Linked DNA regions of Zea mays: region 2 is linked to region 1. A link is a contact called in public Hi-C data. All regions are on one chromosome and are shown on one strand. Each heading gives the region's core, a stretch centred on a gene start, on an enhancer-like site or on the middle of the called end of the contact. The rest is flanking DNA. Distances are from core to core; before and after follow the strand shown. Region 1 holds the start of pht7 (phosphate transporter protein7). Region 2 holds the start of LOC113687189.

Region 1 (3,046 bases), core at 216-2,715:
GGAGCCGACGATGGCGCCCAGCTTCCCCGACGCCGCCGAGATGCCGTGGCACGTCGACCGCAGCCTGGCCGGGAAGATCTCAGCGGGCACGATGAACGTGGTCGCGTTGGGCCCGAAGTTGGCGAAGAAGAAGGTGAGGCCGTACATGACGATGAAGCCGATGTGGTGCCCCGGCGTCGTCCAGTGCTCGTACGGCACGGCCAGCCCCAGCATGAACACCGTCATCATCAGGAACCCCGTCACCTGGATCGCGAACCGCCCCAACACGTCGATCAGCGCCACCGTGAACCAGTAGCCGGGCACCGTGCCGCACAGCGCGATCAGGGACTGCGCCCGCGCGATGCTGAACAGCTCCTCCAGCGCGTTCATCGTCGCCGCCTTGGGGATCCACCCCACCGCGCTGAAGATGTCCTTCTGGAACAGGTTCTGCGAGTAGAAGGCGATGTCCAGCAGGAACCACGTCGAGGACGTGCCCAGGAGGTGCAGCCCGTGCCGGCGGAGGAACTCCCCGGAGAAGAGCCCAAAGGACGCCGACGCCGGCGCAGGCGCAGTCGCAGCCGCAGCCGCGGCGTCCTCCTCGGGGGCGCCGGCTGAGATCTCCACCTGCAGCACCTTGGACATGTCAGCCGCGGCCTGCTTGGCGTTCTTGGCCACCAGCGCCGTGTACCGCGCCGTCTCGGGCATCTTGGTGCGCCAGTAGTAGGTGAGCGCCGCGGGCATCGCGCCCAGCATCAGGATGATCCGCCACACGAAGTCGGCCTGCGGCGGCGTGGAACCGGCGGGGTCGACGGCGTAGGCCGGGGCGGGGAACCTGGCCTTGAACGACGCGGACACGACGATGGCCACGAGGCCGCCGGCCATGATGCCGAAGCCCTGCATCGCGAACACCGCGGCGATGAACGCGCCGCGCGTCTTCTTGTTGGCGTACTCGGACATGATGGTCGCCGACAGCGGGTAGTCGCCGCCGATGCCGAACCCGAGCCAGAAGCGGAAGAAGCACAGCGTCGCCATGACGGACGCCGGGGTGTGGCCGAACGAGAGCCCCGACGCGACGGAACAGAGGACCATGAGCATGAGCGTCATGCCATAGACCTTCTTGCGCCCGAGCTTGTCGCCCAGCCAGCCGAAGAAGAGCTGCCCTGACAGCGTGCCCACGAAGGCCACGCCGTTGACGGACGCGGACACGTGCGGCGGGAGGGTGCCGGGCGTCGCGGACCCCTCCACGGTGTAGTAGATGCGGCCGAGGAGCTTAGTCACGAGGGAGATGCAGAAGAGGTCGTAGGCGTCGGTGAAGAACCCCATGCCGGCGACCACGATGGCGGTGAAGTGGTACCATTGCGTCTTCGCGGTGTCGAGCGCGGTGAGCACCTCAAGGTCCCCGGCGGCCATTGCCGCCCCGCCTCAACCTGTCTCGTCCGGCGGCGGCGGCTACGGCTTCAATGCTTGGGTGGTCTATCTTGGTCTTGGGGCAGCGAGGGATGAGGACGGCCGCTATTTATAAGCGGCGGAGAAGGATCTTCTTCCCAACGCGCCCGAATATTCGGCGCGGCCTCCCCAAGTGCCCATTGCCGTTTGACCGTCGAACGCATTGGTGGTCTGTGGGGCCCACGCCACGGACACCCTGTTGACTGTTGCTTCCTCGTTGCTTGGCAGGCTTTTGGGTGGGTCAAATCTCAGATGAGCTGTTTACACACGCTCTTTTTGATGCTTGCCAAAAGCACGATTATGTGCCATTGATGAAGGTTAAATCAAAGAAGTAGTAACACACACATGTATATACAACTACTAAAAACAAAATTCTCCGTCCTAAAACAATTACCGCTACGTTATTATTCATATAATCATATCGGTCAAAGCTTTTCAAATTTAACTAAATGTATAGAAAATATTAACAATATTTGTATCTCTAAATAAATCTATTATAAAAATAGATTCAAATGTTTATCCAATGATATTAATTATACCTATAATTATTAATATTATTTGTATATATTTGATAAGTAAAAAACATTAAACTTCTTAAAAACGATAACTCCAACTACTTCACCTATATTTTAGAGCTATTTTCACCCAGGGCGCGAGTCGCGGCATGCGCCAAGCGCCGCTTGTTCCTGCGACCTTTCCTCGTTCCTTTCCGTCTAGATCGGATCTAATTTTAAGCAAAATATAATTTTATTATTATTTGGCTATAGAAAAAATTATAAATCATCTCTTGTAAGTTATCCTTTTATTAATCGTACAAGTTGGTATATAGTAATATTATTTTCTGAAATTTGGATACCTAAAATATAGCAACGCATATATAGACCATATATAAAATCATTATGTTTTAATTATAAAATATTTTGAATTTTCTAGATACGTTTTTTACTGTGTCTATATAAATAGTCAATATCTAGACGTATAGAATAATAGGAAAAAACTATACATCTTAATAAAAAGCTTAAATATCTTGTAATTCAAAATAGAAGAAGTACCTCTTTAATTAGTTGTGGTTGTTAGCATATAGATAGATTCGTTAGGCACTACCGGAATCCGACTTTTAGTTGAGTGCTCGCCGCTTTGACAAATGTTTTTTGTCGGGTATTCGGCAAAAAAGTTTTTGCCGAGTGCCGCACTCGATAAAGACCTACTCTTGGTAACGAGCGCGTTTACCGAGAGCATGACGCTCGGCACAGAAATACACTCGATAAAGAAATTTTTGCCGAGTGCCAAACACTCGGCAAACAGCGGTTCTCGGCAAAGGGTCGTCAGCAGCCGTCTATAGCTGACGGCCGTTATCTTTGCCGAGCGCCGAGAGTTGGCACTCGGCAAAGAAGTTTCTTTGCCGAGTGTCTCTCCGTAGACACTCGGCAAAGTATATTTTTTTAGTTTTTTTTCTTTTCCCAACCAAACTTTTTATGGTATGTTCCTACACTATGTAGACTTACATGTACCATTTTGGCATAATTATAAAAGTGTTTTCTATAACTATTAGATTTAGTTCGTTTAATGGAATTTTCTCGAATAATTCAGATTTGAACTGCAAGTCACTCAAAACATGGAA
Region 2 (3,046 bases), core at 197-2,696, 150 kb after region 1:
GGGGAGGAGGCAATTCCTAAATAGGGAGGAACCTAGGAGGATACAGTGAGGTTATGAGCTGACTGGCCGAATGGGGACTCCAGAGGCGGTGACAATGTGCGACTTGTGGGCGAGTGACGGCTGGCATGGGCGAGCGGGTGGCTCACGAGCAGCACAAGTGAGCAATAGAAGCACCGACATGTGCGTGTAGTCTTGCCATCTTATTGCTAGTTTGGAAACTCAAATCCCCTCAACCCCCTCCAATCCCGGGGGGATTTGAGTTAGTGTTGGTCGGTTGGGGAATGAGGAATGGGGATTGTCGAATTTGGTTTCTAGTTTGGTGGGCCGAGACCCGAGATACACCCAATGGACTAATCTGTTAGTAGCCTCATGAGTGGTACACCTATTTTCCGGTTAAATCCGTTAAGTGAGGAAAAACGAGTTTAACCGAAATTAGTTCGGTTAACTAGTATAGGCAATCAAAGTGACCACCATTTTTCATTTTCCATTCCGTCTTTTTTTTGTTTTTTTTTTTTGCCCAACTTTGTCTATAATGATGTATGAGAGAAAGGCCGTTGAAGAAGATATGTCTCACACCGACAGCGGTCTCAGGATATTGTGTTGATTGCTCGTGGAGTCATCAAAGGTTGAAGTTCGAAATATACCTAGAATCTATATTGAAACAGAGAGTCGAAGGCTATGATATAAAAGAAGACAAGTGAACTGGGGGTGAGGGTGTAAAGGCCTGTTTGGTTCGTGGCTAACTACGCCACATTTTGCCTAAGGTCAGTCGTTTAAATTAAAGAACTAATCTTAGTCAGACAAGTTAGGCAAGTTGTGACAAGTTAGACAGGGAACCAAACAAATGAATCCAAACACCGGGGTGAATTTAGTTTTTTTTTTTAAAAAAAAACTTAGATTGGCAAGACGGTGGATACCAACCATACCAATTATCCCGTGTACAGATCGGTATGGTTTAGCTCCAGTATCGACTGAGCTGACAGGTCGACAGACCCACTGTCTAGCTGGCCGAACAGTCCCACGTTGGAGCTAGGCTGATCGGTACAGACCATCAGCTCGGCCACATCACATTAGAGAGGAGAGAGAGAGACACCGAGGTTGAAAATAGCTTCTCGCGATAAAAATGCATGCATGTCGCGCCTGGTGCCGCACGATATTTTAGTTGCACCCGCACGAATCTTGATGCAAACAAAGCCGTTGGATAAAATGTGGTGGAGCACGTGGTTGTTGGAGAACCGCGGCTGCTTCTGCTTTGGCTCTGCGACTGCGAGTGGGAAACGCGTCTCCCTCCACCGGCGGGCGGGGCCGTCCGAAACGAGACGGCATGACCGAGCGCGCGGCTGGTGCGGTGGTCCCTGGGCGCGCGCACTGCAAATGCGGCGGCAGGTAGGCCGCGACCTCCAGTGCAAGCAAGCTCCAGCTGCGCCGTCCCTCTCCCTCCCTCCCTTCTCATCGTTTTTAATTTCCATCACCTGCAATGCAACTGCAGCCCACGCCGCGTGGTCAAGGTACGCTGACCGACAATGCCTCACGCCTGCAGCTGCCGCTACCAGCGGCGGTCACGGGTCAATGGGCACGTTCACACGCACGGCTGACTGCCTGCCTGCCATGTCCCGCCGCGTTCGCCGGCAGTTCGACCACTACTAGTAGTACCGAATGAGGATGAATGTGCCTGCCTGCCATCTCCCATCCCCATCACCCTCCTCTGCACAGACTGCACTGCACTATCCAACTCGGAGCTGCATTGGCACTGCCACTGCTGCACCGCTCTGCCTACGCACGCCACGCCTTGACCGGTTCCAGTTCCGTACATGGACGCGCCCACGGCGTCGTCGCCGTCCTCGTCCTTCCCCGGCACGAGCTTCGTGGTCCTCTCCGTCTCCATCGTCGGCATCCTCGCCACCTCGCTCCTGCTCCTGGCATACTACCTCGTCCTCACCCGCTGCGGCCTCCTCTTCTTCTGGCGCCCGGGCATGCACGACGACGACGACGACGTCGCCGCCGGGCCGGGCCACCGCCGCCACGTCGTCGTCACCGTGCACGACGAGCCACCACGCCGGAGCGGCATGGAGGAGGCGGCCATCCGCCGGATCCCCACGTTCCGGTACCGCCACGGCAGTACGCGCCTCGTGCTGGCGGCGGAGGCCAAGCAGGCCGCGTGCGCCGTGTGCCTCGCCGACTTCCGCGACGGCGAGAGGCTCCGCGTGCTGCCGCCCTGCCTCCACGCCTTCCACATCGACTGCATCGACGCCTGGCTCCAGTCCGCCGCCAGCTGCCCGCTCTGCAGGGCCGACGTCTCCGACCCCGCCGCCCTTCGCTGCCACCACCACCACCTCGACGTCCCGCTCCCGCGCGCCGCCACGGACGACGTCGCCGTAGATGTTGTTAGTAGTAGTCCTACTCCTGCCTCCGCAGACGCCGCCGGCGAACAAGAGGCTGTGCCTTCTCATGAGACCGCGCACCGGAACAGTAGCTGCCGCAGCTGTAGCATGGGGGGAGGGGGAGGAGGAGGAGGAGACGGCTGTCTCTTGCCCATGCGCCGGTCGCTGTCCATGGACTCCAGCACCGACAAGCGCTTCTACCTCGCGCTGCAGACAATTCTGCGGCAGAGTTCCGGCGCCTCCCAGGCTGTCACAGCAGGAGGTGACGGCAAAGCGGAGAGCAGCAATGCCGCCGCCGACATTGGCCCACCATCGTCGAGGAGGTTGCGCCGGTCTTTCTTCTCGTTCAGCCAGAGCAGGGGATCCCGAAATGCCGTACTGCCGCTCTGAATTGGGCGGCATTGTCCTCATCAATTCAACTTCTTCGACTCTTCTTTTTGTTTTCTTGACCTGTAGCTGTAGGTAGATACTACTACTATATACTTGCTTCACAATTTCCTTTTCCTCTTGAGCGATCGGTAAAATGTGGACCGAACAACTGTGCATGCTGTAGCTTAATCAACAGCTCTGGCGCTGAGCAAGTTTGATTATTCATAACTTTTTTTTTTGGGTAAGAACTTCGACTCGCTATGGCAATAGCAACAGTAAATAGCCATCAAATCAAT

What was found. Hi-C and Micro-C count contacts between places; a contact is called where the count stands out from the background.
Region 2: a contact with region 1 is called in a Hi-C map of bundle sheath, with 2.5 times the contacts expected there. The contact joins the promoter of LOC113687189 here to the promoter of pht7 in region 1. A contact is called at or near these places in 3 of 25 Hi-C or Micro-C datasets (bundle sheath, tassel and an unstated tissue).

The regions. Positions count from the first base shown.
Region 1 is chr1:206,929,214-206,932,259 of Zm-B73-REFERENCE-NAM-5.0, forward strand. pht7 (phosphate transporter protein7) reads right to left here and starts at 1,466. Exons shown (of 1, transcript NM_001112347.2): 1 at 1-1,466. The coding sequence starts at 1,389.
Region 2 is chr1:207,076,952-207,079,997 of Zm-B73-REFERENCE-NAM-5.0, forward strand. LOC113687189 reads left to right here and starts at 1,447. Exons shown (of 1, transcript NM_001367494.1): 1 at 1,447-2,981. The coding sequence starts at 1,812. The coding sequence ends at 2,771.